Linked DNA regions of Pan troglodytes: region 1 is linked to region 2. Evidence: chromatin contacts called from public Hi-C data. All regions are on one chromosome and are shown on one strand. The core of a region is the stretch at or near the end of the contact, and the rest is flanking DNA. Distances in the headings are between cores, read along the strand shown.

Evidence for each region. Hi-C and Micro-C count contacts between places; a contact is called where the count stands out from the background.
Region 1: a Hi-C map of induced pluripotent stem cells shows a contact between it and region 2, with 3 times the contacts expected there. The contact joins the enhancer-like site here to the promoter of GABRA5 in region 2. A contact is called at or near these places in 2 of 7 Hi-C or Micro-C datasets (induced pluripotent stem cells and stem cell-derived neural progenitor cells) and 1 of 1 datasets of contacts at active chromatin or transcription factors (stem cell-derived excitatory neurons).

The regions. Positions count from the first base shown.
Region 1 is chr16:9,316,427-9,323,292 of NHGRI_mPanTro3-v2.0_pri, reverse strand. It overlaps LOC104002228 (a long non-coding RNA gene), which reads right to left. Exons shown (of 4, transcript XR_674423.4): 2 at 6,669-6,818; 3 at 5,799-5,882; 4 at 4,527-5,255. Among named protein-coding and RNA genes, the nearest start is that of TRNAE-UUC, 110 kb to the left of the region's middle. Within about 2 kb of position 5,457, at least 4 of the 24 cell types and tissues checked have an H3K27ac peak or open chromatin away from gene starts, as enhancers often do. A contact at or near this core is called in induced pluripotent stem cells and stem cell-derived excitatory neurons, where this site is marked.
Region 2 is chr16:8,628,275-8,635,107 of NHGRI_mPanTro3-v2.0_pri, reverse strand. It overlaps GABRA5 (gamma-aminobutyric acid type A receptor subunit alpha5), which reads left to right and starts at 2,619. Exons shown (of 11, transcript XM_009428669.5): 1 at 2,619-3,284; 2 at 4,628-4,692; 3 at 5,074-5,233. The coding sequence starts at 5,148.

The DNA.
Region 1 (6,866 bases), core at 4,208-6,707, 690 kb before region 2:
AGAGTTGAGGAATAAGTCAAATATGCATTGGTCAGGGAATGGGAGGAGGGACAATTTCTAGTCTCATCTTATCCCGTACCCATGAAGATAAACTGTTAATTTACATTGTCAAAGCAAGGGAGGCCACCTGAGGAAAACTTGGCTTAGGAACAAAAGCAAAGGCAGATTTTTTTTTCATGACTCAGTTTCCAAGTTTAACATTTCCTTTAGGCATAGTGAGTTTGGAGTCCTGAGATTTTATTTTCCTTTTGCAGGACAAAAACCATATTTCTGTCTAGAACCTGTAATGCAATTCTTTTTTTGTTTTGTTTTTGTTTTTTGAGACAGAGTCTCACTCTGTTGCCCAGGCTGGAGTGCAGTGGCGCAATCTCTGCTCACTGCAAACTCCGCCTCCCAGGTTCACGCCATTCTCCTGCCTCAGCCTCCCCAGCAGCTGGGACTACAGGTGCCCGCCACCACGCCCGCTAATCTTTTTGTATTTTTAGTAGAGATAAGGTTTCACCGTGTTAGCCAGGATGGTCTGGATCTCCTGACCTCATCATCTGCCTGCCTCGGCCTCCCAAAGTGCTGGGATTACAGGTGTGAGCCACCTTGCCCGGCTGAGAACTTGTAATGCAATTATCGTCAACCCTGTGGGGATAGTTCCAAAAAGGGGGCTTGGATCCTGATAAAACAGCTTATGGCAGTGGAGAGAGGAGGAATTCTATTGGGCTGTAATAAATAATTGCTAGGGAGACTGACTGAATCCAGGAAAGAAGATTAACTTGTAAATAGTTCTGTCTGGTATTTAAATGACCCTTGGAGATAGTCATTATATTCCTAAAAGGGTCCGTTCAGGTGTGGTCACATCTTGGTCCTCTTTACTGCAGTAGAAAATGAGATAACAGGGAGGGGAAGGAAAGATACTTGTTCTCCTTGGTGGGTCTGGATCTTATGCAGATAAAGGAATTCAGCTTCCTTGGTGGAGACCGTTGCGGAGGGGGTTAAGGTGAGAGTCCTTGAGGCTTCCTCAGTTCAGCATATCAGCATGTATTTTGGGTTACTAGTTTCTGAGCCCCAACAGCACATACCTCACACTTGTGAGAATAAAAGGCATCAGGAGTGAACGTGCTTTGAAAATGCATATATTTAAATGAATGAATCTGTTTATACATGCAGATTTTATATAAGCATTCATCCTGGCTGCTTCATTTTTTTTCAATGATTCCAGTTTTCTCTGTTCTACTCCTTCAAAAGCCCTCCACCCATCTTAATCTAGGAAAACCCATAATGATATTTCTTTTTCTAAATTATTTTTTATTTTTAGAGACAGATCCTTGCTATGTTGCTGAGGCTAGCCTTGAACTCCGAGCCTCAAGCAATCCTCCTACCTCAGCCTTCAGAGTAGCTGGAATTACAGGTGTGTGCCACTGCGCCCAGTTTATGATGGCATTTCTTAATGTTTCCACTATGAAATATTAATAGGTATTATGTTTAAAAAGAACCTTGCCCCATGGTCAAATATGTCTGAGAAATCTTAAGTTAAAGGACATTGGAAATGGGCTTCTCACTGAGGGCCTCTCCTGAGTCACTGGTAAGCTGCTGCATTATAAATCCCCAAAGATGAACAGAAGATGTAGCGTGCAGCATTCTGCCAAAGGTTCCGTAACTTATTTGCACATGGAACCCTCTTACGTCCTTGAGATTATCTCCTGAGGACAGACTTCAAAAACCATTTTGGGCAGATTCTTCTGTGTTCCTGGCTTTTCTCCCATCATGCACTTACAGCAGGAGATGCATTTGTGCAGCACGCTGGGCTGGATGGAGGAGGCTGCTTGTGTCTAATGGTAGAGGAGGGGGCTGAAGCAGCCGCAGACACCCCTCACCCGCATCTTCCTGAACAATGAGGGGATACATGCTTAGGGCACACTGGTGACCAATTTGCAGCACATGAGTTTATAGGGGCATAGGAGTCCTCCTCGGTAATATTCTTTCCCAGTTTCAGAGATCCTGGCTTCCTCAAAGCCAGTAACCCAAAGTGGTTGGTGCGATGATGATGCCACTTTTGCCTGCGTTCTAACCATCTTCTCCCGATTTCTGGGGCCTGATTACAGCCGCACCAAGGCAAGGATATCCCATAGCCTAGCGCAACCGCAGTCAAGCCACAGCCATCTCTTCTGAACGGGTTCTATTCCCACCTCCCTCCAACCTCTTCAAAAAAGTGCCTTTTTGGAAACTCCAGTGCCACCATGATCCCGTGCTGAAGGCCCTTCATGGGCTCTGCGTTCCACACAGATTGCCATCAAAGCCCGCAAGCAGGTCTTATGACGTGGGACCCGCCCACACTTTCCCTTACTAACCTCTGCCATGCTGGCCTGCCTGGAGTTCTAGGACAGTCCCCACCCATGTGGCCCCTGGGCTTTCCACTGTCTCTTCCCCTAGACTGGATGCTTTGGGGTTTTCCCTCGTCTCTTTGCAGGGCTAAATGCCTGCTGTCCTTCAGTGCAGCTCTCCCTGAATGTCCAGTTGTGACAGGCCCCCTGCTCTAGCAGTGTCTCTCTCAGCGTGATGGCCAGAGTGCAGCCGGCTCTCTGCCCCGTGCCTCAGATCATTTGCTCCCTGACTTTGCTGCCTCTCTCCCAGGGAGCTGCCAGTCTCATCCAATGCTTGACACTTCAGTGCTTGGTGGACCGTTTTTTGCATGGATGAATGAATCAAAGAAGTGCACGAAGGTAAGTCACACCCAGGCCTTTCCCACCAGGAGCCTCCAAGCCAGCTGGGAAGCAGTTGTCTGCACCACTGACCCCCGAGAAGTCAGGCCCACTAATGGAAACCAGCACTCACTAAATGCCGTGGGAGCAGCATGGCTGTAACAGCCTGCAGAGGGCCACGGGGGAGTGGCCAACATCAGAGCTCTCAAAGAGCAGAGCCCTGCACGCTTGGAAAAGTGCTCTTAGGAGCCCAAGAAAAGTGGAAGAAATATTAAGACTTCACTTAATAAATAAAATATAAGAGGGTTAAAAAACATGATGTTCAGATATCATCACCTCCAGACTCCCATCAGTTAAAACAGCGTTCTCAGAAAACACGTTTCCCAGTGTTGTGTATAAAACTTAAGTCCCAGTCAAGAGGATTTCATAGGCCCACCTGCCACAGAGTGAGCAACACTCTGACACTTATCTTTTCAGCCATTTTTTCCTTTTCCTTTTCATCCTCTGGCTGTTAGCGAACCACGTCTTCAAAATATTTCCTTGACCTCTCCCATTCTCTCTATGCAGCTGGGTGTGCCACATGCACTGGCAATCCCTGAAACAAAAGCCACTGGCTGAGGGTAGAGGTGGAGCCTCCCCCGGCTCCTGAGCTCACAGCGCCAGCACCTAGCGCTGCACCTGTTTCTGAAACAGGAGGGGTTCAGTAGCTGGGTACAGCAATGAATATGATGGCTAAAGCTGTTCTCATGGCAATTTTGCTGCTATTATGTCAAAAATGAGTTTCAGGGAATCTAGGTGAAAAACAGAACATTGTGCATTTTTGTCTTCCTTTTAAAATTAATTTAATTGACAAATACTAATTGTATCTATTTTGATCTATGTATACATTTTAAAAATATTCAATCAAACTAATTAAGATATCACCTCACCACCTTACAATGGATTACGTACAGCGTTAAAAGGGAAGGAAATTCTGTCATTCGTGGCAACAGGGATAGAACTGGAGGCATTATTTTAAGTGAAAAGAGCCAGGCAAAGAAAAACAAATACTATATAATCTCACTTAAATACGCAATCTGAAAAGACTCAACTCATGGAAGCGGAGAGTAGAAAGGTGATTACCATAGGCTGAGGGGACGGAGGGGGATGAGAAGAGATGCTGACCCGAGTGTACAAAGCTCCAGTTAGACTGGAGGAGTAAGCATTAGTAATCTATTGCTTTGCATGGTGACCACAGTTAATAGTAATGTATCGTATATTTCAAAATTGCTAACAGAATAGATTTTTCCCATGGCACGCTTTTTTCTTCCTCTAGCCAACTCGGGAACACTGGCCCTCTCCTGCGGCTGCCGCCCTTTGGAAACACTCAGGGAGAGGCATGGGTCAGGCAAGGCAAATGAGGGAATGGCTGCTGGCTGCTTCTGGGGAGAGTCTTCCCCAGCCTGGCTTTCGGAGGAGCCCCCCTCCTGGATCGCTGGCTGCCTGCCCTCTCCCCTGGTGCTGACTGCTCCTGTCTGTTCTCAGGTGCAAGGGGTGTGTTAGGGATACAGTCCATGAGGTCCTCCCCTGCGATGCCAGAGCTGGACTTGGAAATCTCTGCATCCCAAGCCCATGCTCGAGCACACGACTTGTCATAGTTTGTAAGGCTTGGCCATGTATTTATAGCCTTTCCTCCCCCAAAACAAACCCCAGCTGATGATCCATGCTAATCATTTCAAGCAGAGAGGGCCTACCGAGGTGGTCTCCATGGCAATGATGTGCGCTTCGGTCTCCTAGGAGACAATTACTCGTGTGACATACTTCAGATTCGCTTTACTGCCCAAAATGTGAAGCGATTTTCCTTGACACACTGAGCCACGCTCAGAATGTGTAAGTTAAAATTTAATCATTTCTAACCATAGTTTTATTCCTGTGGTTTAAAAAGGTGAGATATTCCAAAGGGGAAAAAGAGGCCTAAAAGGTAAGGAAACGGCATACAGCTTCTTGAATTGCATTATAAATTACCTGACAGGGGTAGTTATGAGGCTGACAGAACACATTGGAACTCATCTATGTTGTGTTTTAGGGATGGTTTGGTCCAGTGGATGGGGTTCTCTGTTGACATTTGATATTTATTTCAATTTAATCTGGAATAATTTATAACACATAACTTTGGCTGGAGCTGGGTTTAAAAACACATGGAACTTCGTGCATGGCACAGGTCCACTCCATGCATGCATTACACAGATTCACATAATGCGTTGCACGGGTTCACTCCATGCATTGCACAGATTCACATCAGCACTGCACAGTTTCACTTCATGCATCACACAGATTCATGTAGTGCATTGTGCAGGTTCACTGCATGCATGGCACAGGTTCACATCATGCATGGGACAGGTCCATGGACTGACTCATCACCAAAGTTGCTGTTTACCCAATATCACAGCCGGGCCAGATCACATAAATATGTGCTTGTGGCCAAAACATTTTATTTGTCTTAAAGCTCAGAAACCTGCCAAGCTCACAGATACAGGCTTTGAGGATGACATTCCATGTTCTTGTGAGGCGTCAGTGCTGAAATACCTGAAACACAAAGGTGGGACAGTCCTGGGGAAGTGGAGCAGGCCAAGGCATTGTATGATCACACCTTACCTAACTTTCACAAAAAAAGAACTGGTTAATCTCAGGCTCATCCACAAGAGGGCTGCCTGTTATTATTCCTTGCTACAAAACCACCCAGTGGTGCCTGAGAGAGACAGGGAGCAGGCGAGCTGGGGCAGACACAGGGTGCACAGCAGCCTGGGGGCGATGTCTCTCCTCCTGTTTGAGTCAGCACAACCCAGGACATGTATTTGAGTACCCATGGAGGACCAGAGGATCTGCAAGCGCATGGAGTGGCTGGACCCTGCCTTCCCAGAGGTCGTAGTCAAATCAGAGGAACAAACAACATAAGCCACACCTGTCTTAAAATGGGGCGCCGCTATTCAGAGGTGCGTTCTAAGTATTTGGGGAGCTCAGGGAAGGGAATGACTGATTTTGTCTTGAGAAAAGTTGAGGGTAACATGGAGTTGATAAAGGAAGAAGGATGAGGGAAGGCCTCAAAGAAAGAGTTGTCTTTGAACTCACCAAGGAGGAACAAGTTTCAGAGTCCAGGAAGATGGTGACAAGAATTGAGTTCAGATGGAGCAAACACCCAGCAGTGCCAAATGCCTGGCATGAGAAATTGAATACCAGGATGTCTGAAATCCAGGCTACACTTCAGATTTCATGCTGTTCTCCTTATGTGACATTGTAACTTTTATATTCTGTCTCTCAGACCAGAGCCCCAGAGAGGAGGGCTTTTGTTTCAATTGTTTCTAATTGCAACATAAAACATATTCAAATTTGTTGATTAAAAAATGAAATATTTGTTATTGGGGGAAATGGGAAAATGTTGGTCAAGGGGCACAAATTTCAGTTAGCAAGATGAATACAACCTGGAAGCCTAATGCACAGCAAAGTGACTATGGTTAATGATACCTTACTGTATACTTCAAATTTGCTAAGAGGACAGATCTTAAGCTTCTCACCCAAAAAGAAAAAAGGTAACTATGTGAGATGATGGATACGTTAATTAACATGTTTGTGGTGATTATTTCACAATGTATCTGTATATCAAATGATCAAATTGTATACCTTAAACATACACAGTTGTCAAATATACTTCAACAAAAATAAAAGTAAATCAAAACATAATTACAATATCATTATCACACACCTAAACAAATATCCTTGATTAGCGTTTAATATTTTTTTTCTGTTGCATCGATCAGGGAACATTCAAACACAAGACCTGGATCAAATTACTTTGTCCTTTGCCTTAAAATTTCTATTATATTTCATCACAAATTAGCATGACACAGTGTGTGCTGAAGTCTGCTCAAGTTTGTGACAGATTTTCTTGTTTTATAAATAGTTTCTTTCACTTATCTCCTTATATACCAGTATTTCTCTTACCGGTATGACTGATATGAACTTTTTTTTATCAAATGGCCTTCACTGATGGAACAGATATCTGGATGGGTTCTTTTTTATTACTGCGTAAAGTTGGAGTATGGCATCGTCCAGGTACTTAGAAATGAATACAAATACAGCATTTTGAAATTCCTAAAAAAGAAAAAGAAAATGGGTATAAAGTTCCAGTTATGCAAGATG
Region 2 (6,833 bases), core at 1,370-3,869:
CACCACCACAATCACATGCACTCACATTTCCATCACCTCGCAGAGCTGCCCTCTTTTGTGTGTGTGATGAGAACCCATAAGATCTACCCTCTTAGCAAGTGTCAAGTATATATCGCAGTGTTGTTAGCTGTAGTCACGATGTTGTATAGTAGATTCCCAGAACTTATTCATCTTGCATAACTGAAATTTTGTACCCTTTGACCCACATCTCCCCGTCTCTCCTTCTCCCAGCCCGTGGCAACCACTATATACCCAGTAACCCCCTTTCTGGGGATATAGTCAAAGGAAATAAAATCAGTATCTGAAAGAGAGATCTGAACTGTCATGTTCATTTTGGCATTTTTTACAATAGCCAAATAATGGAACAACCTAAGCGTCTGCCAATGGATAAATGAATAAAGAAACTGTGAGATACATACACACACACACACACACACGTATATGTATAACATACATATACGACAGTATATTATTTAACCCTAACAAAGAAGGAAATCCTGCCATTTTTGACCACATGGATGAACCTGGAGAACATGCTTGGTGAAATAAGCCAAGCACAGAAAGACAAATAGCACATGATCTCACTTATACCATGGCACTGTGTTCATGTCTCAGCCACATCTACCACACCCAACCACGCAAACACAGCTACTGTCTCAGTTCCTGCCCCTGACCGGGGTACGGGGTGGGTGCTCTGTGAACACGTGTTCTACTCATGGCCCAGCTTCCCCACCTTCAGCTATTTTAGGCTCTGACACTGGAAATGAAATTCTTATGAAGACTGGTCCAAGGCCGAGGTTGTGTGGAACTAGGGTGCCCTCTACTGTCTTCTACAACGATCACGACATTGCTTAATTTCATTCAATAAAGAGAAAATGCTAATGAAACAAATGGGAATTCAACGGATAGCCCATTATTTCTCAGCACAAATACAGAATTCTATAGTAAAACAAAAATCATTGAAATGGTAGTAAGCACTCTTCTAGCAATGTGAGTTTCTATAAGGTTCTGATGGGCCTTACGATTTCACTGTCCCCTCAGGGCAGTCCATCTAAAGTGAGGCTATGTTATGTTACATAAACACTAGGAGGAGAGAGAGTGGCATACCGTTTCATTACAGGGAAGAGAAAAGAATTTAAGCAACATGCTGAAATACAATGTTAAAGAATGACTCTAACTTAAGATGATTTTTATATATTCAATAATATGTGTTGTGTGGACATAAAGCTGATAGAAAGTGTACCAAAAAAACGTGGAAGTTTTAAACATAATCCATCAAAAGAACATATTTCCTTACAGCTGACATTTCTTTTATTATTAAGAATTAATGTCTATAACCCTCGCTAATACAAAAATCATCCCTTGTTTATATACATTTATTTTTGCAAACTCACACCGAATGACTTTGTGTGACAAGCTGTGAAGTTTTAAATTTACCAATTCTTCCAACTCTTTGATTTGCATTATGCTGTTTAATCCTGAGAGAAGAGCAGCTGTCGCTGGTATTAGGTGTTAGAATTCCAACACCTAATAGGTGAAAATTATATTAGGCTGATCATAAAACCATGTTGTTAACTTTTTAAAATTTAATGTCTCCCAAGGAATTTCACCCTAGTGGTACATCTTTTGAGAAATTAGAAAACGAAGAAATGCATACGTTCAGTGATCCATTTTAGAATTAGAAAATTCAAATTAGCATCTTATTTCATTCATATTTCCTGAAGAACCACTGGAAACAGTTATTTAATAGTGTGGCTAAATGTATATTCAGAGAAACACTTCCTGTATATTTGCACATTTATGTATATTTATGTCCTATTCCTGGAATAGATTTACAAGTTTTGTTTTTCAGAAAATTTCAGAATTTCTGGAATGTGCAGAAGTATTAACAGGTAACTTAGATTTGGAATACACTGTATTAGAGATAACTGGAAAAATGAGAGGCTTCCTACACTGGAAGGTCAAAGATCTTTCCCGGAGGGAGTTAGGAATTTGCCTTTACTTACCATTATTCTGTTAAAAGAGATTATGAATAATGCAGTTTCACAAAAGGAATGGGACAATGGTGTAAGTAAACCTCCCCATCACGTTTTCAGTGGCTTTCCTTTGAGTCTTGAACGTTTTCCACTGGGTGTTATAGTCGAGAGTCCCCCACCTCCTGAGGAAGCAAGACCTCGCAACCCCGAGACGATGCGCTCTTACTTGTGTTGTTTGAAGGGGCCCTGCTGCCGCGCAGTTGTCATTAATGCCACCCTCACCTCCCAGGAACTGCACCACTAGGACGGACGACACACCGATGTAATGACCATAGTAAGACCCCATGTACATGGCTAATGAGGCAGTGACCCGACGTGGCTCGGAAGCCCTGCTGGGGAGATCCCGCCCCGTCACCCCAGACGCGCTCTCCGACCTGCAGCCCCCAGGGCTCCTGGCCCTTTCCCCTTGCCACTGCGGCTTGTTGTCAAGAAATGGAACTTCAGAAAACCCCCAGATATACACTGCGTTAGGTAAGGATTTCATTCTAATCGAGTCCAATGTGACCCTGGCTTTCCCTCCCGTAGTTATGCATTCCTGTCTATGAGTGAGATGAAAAGAATGTCCACAGGCCAGCTTCTTTCAGAAGCGCCTAAGAGATGCGCATGTAAGGGGTGCCATGGAGCACCCGGGAAGGACCCAGGCCTGGGCAGGGAGGCGTTGGGGCCGGCTCTAGGGAGCAAAGCTCTCGGAGTCCAGGCCTCTATCACCCGACTGCTGACACTGCCCTCCCATCCCTGCTCTACAAGCGGGCGGTGGTGACTACACGAGGCGCCGAAGATGCTGTTGAGGGCCCTGGAGAAACTTCAGCAGAACAGGGCCTCTCCCCTTGCAGGCCGAGCTGCGGGCCCTGCGCCCTCCCCCTCCGCCCAGCTCGGCCGAGGGCGCGTTTGCTGAGCGTCTGGCGGCCTCTACCGGAGCACCTCTGCAGAGGGCCGATCCTCCAGCCCAGAGACGACATGTGGCGCTCGGGCGAGGTGAGAGCGGGCGCGAGTGCGCCGGGGGCGCTGGGGGGCTCTGCGGCGGGCGGCGCGCGGCCCCGGGCGCGGCGCGGAGCGGAGCTGCAGGGCGGCGGCGGGAGCGCGGGGCGCAAGAGCCGCTCCGCCGGGAGTGCCGGGGAAGTTCGCGCTGGCAGCATGGGGCGGTGACGCCGCACCGGCCTTCCGCGCCTGCCAGCCGGGCGAGAGCAGGCGGAGGAGAAGGAAGATGCATCCTCACCGACGGCTCGCCTCCCGGGGCCGGCGCGCAGGGTGAGCCCTGGGCGCGCCAGGCCGGGGCAGTGGGGTAAGAGGACGCGAGAGGGGAAGAGGACCGGCCGCCCCGGCTCGGTCCGCACCCCTCTCCTCGGGGCGCCTGAGCGGCAGGCTGCGTGGCCGGGGAGGAGAGGTGCAGAGCAGGCGGGGCGCGCAGCCAGGCCAGAGCGCAAACTTTACCCTGGCGACTGCGGGGCTGAAGCCGGGCGCGGGAGAGAGCGGGGTCCGGGCGGCTCATCCCTGCCGGACGGGGCACCAGGGCGCGGTGACCGGTTGGGGGTGGGGGACACCCGTTGCCACCATCACGGGAGCCGGAGGGGTGAGATCGCCCACCTGGAAAGCCAGCGTCAGCCCCGGGGCTCTGAGGCGCGCGGCGTCCCGGTGCTGCTCGCGGGGTGGACTCGGACCCCGCGGGGGTGTCGCGCGCGTGTCGCGCGGGCTGCTCGAGGCCAGGGGACTTGGAGCCGCCGCTGCACCGCGCGCTCCCAGCCCAGGAGGAAGGCGCTGCCTGGCGGAGCGCTTGTCTCGTACCCGGGGCAGGAGCAGGGGAGGTCTGCGAAAGCCGGGAGCGAGCCGGGGAGGGCCGGGGAGCTGGAGACCCTCGGCGTGCCGCTGCGGACCGCGCGGGTGGCGACCGCGGGTGCCAGGGCGACCCAGGCTGCGGCTCCGCAGTGCAGCCCCCGCGCCCACCTGCCCTGGCGCGCCGGCCCTGGTGAGCCTCTGTGGGGGTCCGGAGGGTCGTGGGAGCGCAGCCTCTCCTGGGGGTCCCTGGCTCGGGGCTGAGGGGCGGCGGGAGGCGCCGCCCGGGTTTCCCGCATGCAGCGCCGCGTGCTCGCCGCCTGGCTCTGGCCCGGGCCCCGCGACGAGCCCCAGGACGCGCCCAGGCGACCACCGCATGGCACCCTGCCCTTCTTGGCAGGAGTCGCAGAAGGCCTTCGCTTCCGAGGTGGAAGTACCTGTTGTGTCTCCCAATTCCGGAGTTTGCGGGGGATGGGGGTTGGGGGGGCTTCTTGGGAAAATGCTTCTTTTCGAAGCATACTGTTCGGATGCCTGTGAGCACCTATTTGCGTTATGCGCATACTGAGAAATGCGTGTTTTCAGGAAGGTTAGTCGTTGAGCCCAGGGACAATGTCTGCCTGGATCTCAAATACATTAATTAGGGTCCAGCATTGAGCGGAGAGACTTCCACAGATGCAGTGCTTAAGTTATGTAGTCACGGGGACCGAATGCCGGGAAAGTAGCCACACTCTTTTATAGGCAGTTGTCACAGTATTGTGATCCTGCAGAAAACCTGTTTCTTAAATGTGCTTTTCCCCACTTCTTTCCACGTACTTTCTCAGTGCCTTGCAGAGAGAGGAGTAGCTTGCTGGCTTTGAACGCGTGGCGTGGCAGATATTTCAGAAAGGTAAAATTACTACACTTGTGGATTTGACGGATACAAAATACAGTCGCTCAGATAACTACAGCGTTTATTTTAATAATTGGACTAATGGTTTATTTGATAACATGCTAAAAAACAAAACAGAGTATTTGAGTGGAAAACAACGAATTAGGATGATTCTGCACCCTGAGTAGAAGTAAAAATAAGCCTCTTGTTACTTATTTTTATGCTCCAACTTACTGCCCAGTGAGGGTGGTGGAAAATACCTGGTGTGCAGCTGTCCTGGGGAAGGACAGCGGGCTCCTTTCTTTGCAAATTGTTGTGATAGCAGTGTGATTTGATTCCAGGAACTGTGACACAACAGCATTGATGTTCACGTGCTTCCCCGCTTTGTGTGCTTTTCAGCTTCAAGAACAAGCTGGAGAAGGGAAGAGTTATTCCTCCATATTCACCTGCTTCAACTACTATTCTTATTGGGAATGGACAATGGAATGTTCTCTGGTTTTATCATGATCAAAAACCTCCTTCTCTTTTGTATTTCCATGAACTTATCCAGTCACTTTGGGTAAGTTACCATCTGTGCTTTTATTTTATGATGTTAGGGACACTGGTGCCTTTCAGACATGTTATGGGAGCAGCACATCCATTGAGCAAGTCCTCGCCTGCCACCATTGCAGTCCCAAGCCCTTCACTTGTTGTAAATAAATGGAGTCATTGCCCTGACCCACGCTTTCTTCCTGAGCAAGGCTGCTCCTCACGTGGGGTCTCTGAAGTGAGTCAGAGAAAAAAAGGCAGATTATGTTTTCAGAAATGGAAGCTGAAGATGATATCCGAGTCAGCTGTGATTCTTCCTACTCAGGTTAAAACAAGATTCAGGAGTTCACATGCATGAAGGACAGTCACTGCTTGTTAGACAAGGCAGTGCCAACATTTCAGTTGCCCTCCACGGTTCCATTATGCAATCAAAGTTGCCTTGAAAGCCAGGCCCATGCTACTTGGCATTGAAAAGGACTCACAATGGTCCTGGCCTGAGCCAAGGCCCTAGAACTGTGACCATCTGAATGCAGGTGCAGACACCATAAACCACAGGTGCCTGAAGATCTGAAAGACACCCCTGAGGTTCTGGCACTATCATTTCCAGTAACCCCTCTTTCATTTTAGCCTTTAGTATCCGCATACCAACTCTAACCTTTTTTTTCATGAAACTAGTGATAACCGACATCGTGGATGAATGTTCTTATGAGGCTGCTGTTCCTGTTCTGACCCGTGCCCTAGAATTGTTCTGGTTAATCAAAAGGATTGTAACTTGAAGTTGATGGCATATAATTAAGAAATTAAATGTCAGGACAAAAGTTGCCCAGCGTTAGTGCTGCAAAAATGGGGTCCAGAGGTTTCACAGCCTATCTGCATTTATGTAAATAATCACAGGATGGGGAATACCCAGTGGCTTGGCAACAGCCTGTAGACAGCCTTCCCATCTGGGGGGAAAGAGGACATCCCCAGGGCCACGATGTTTTCTGTCTGTCCTCTGTACATTTTCTGCTCTTCTGACTCTTCTGTGCAGAGAAAGGGGTGGGTGTGGGGGCCTTGCTCAGGTGCAGTGGCTGGTAGAAGACAGCATTGGGACTGTAGTCCACATCCACCTGGGTGCAAGCCTGAGCCATCAGCTGAGACTTTGTCCAGCAGAGCTGAGCTAAGGAAGATGCCTGTCCCTCACCAACAGAAGCCAGGCAGTGTGTGCACTCTAACCACACTGACGGGAACAGGTGTGTGGCATGTCTCAGCCCTTTGAGCCATTCTAAGTATTCCCTTGGGAAAGAGCATTGGCCATGGCTCTTGCCTTGCTTATCTTGAGTGGATGCCTCCCTTCCCATGCCTTCAGATTTTTTTTTATCTATTAAATGAATGTTTTCCTTTACAAGTTCTCTGCAGCTGCCAAAGCCTGTAAACTAGCATGTTCACAATGTTCTTCTGAATGAAATGTCTGTACATAAGTGAAATCACACAGAATATTCAAATTTGTCATCTAATGCATTAGGTAGTTGGTTTGTTTGATATACCACATATATTTGGTAGCATTTTGGTGGCGAAGAATATATCAGGATTGGAAACTTATATTTTCTTTAAAATATCTTGGCTAGGCCAGGCGCGATGGCTCATGCTTG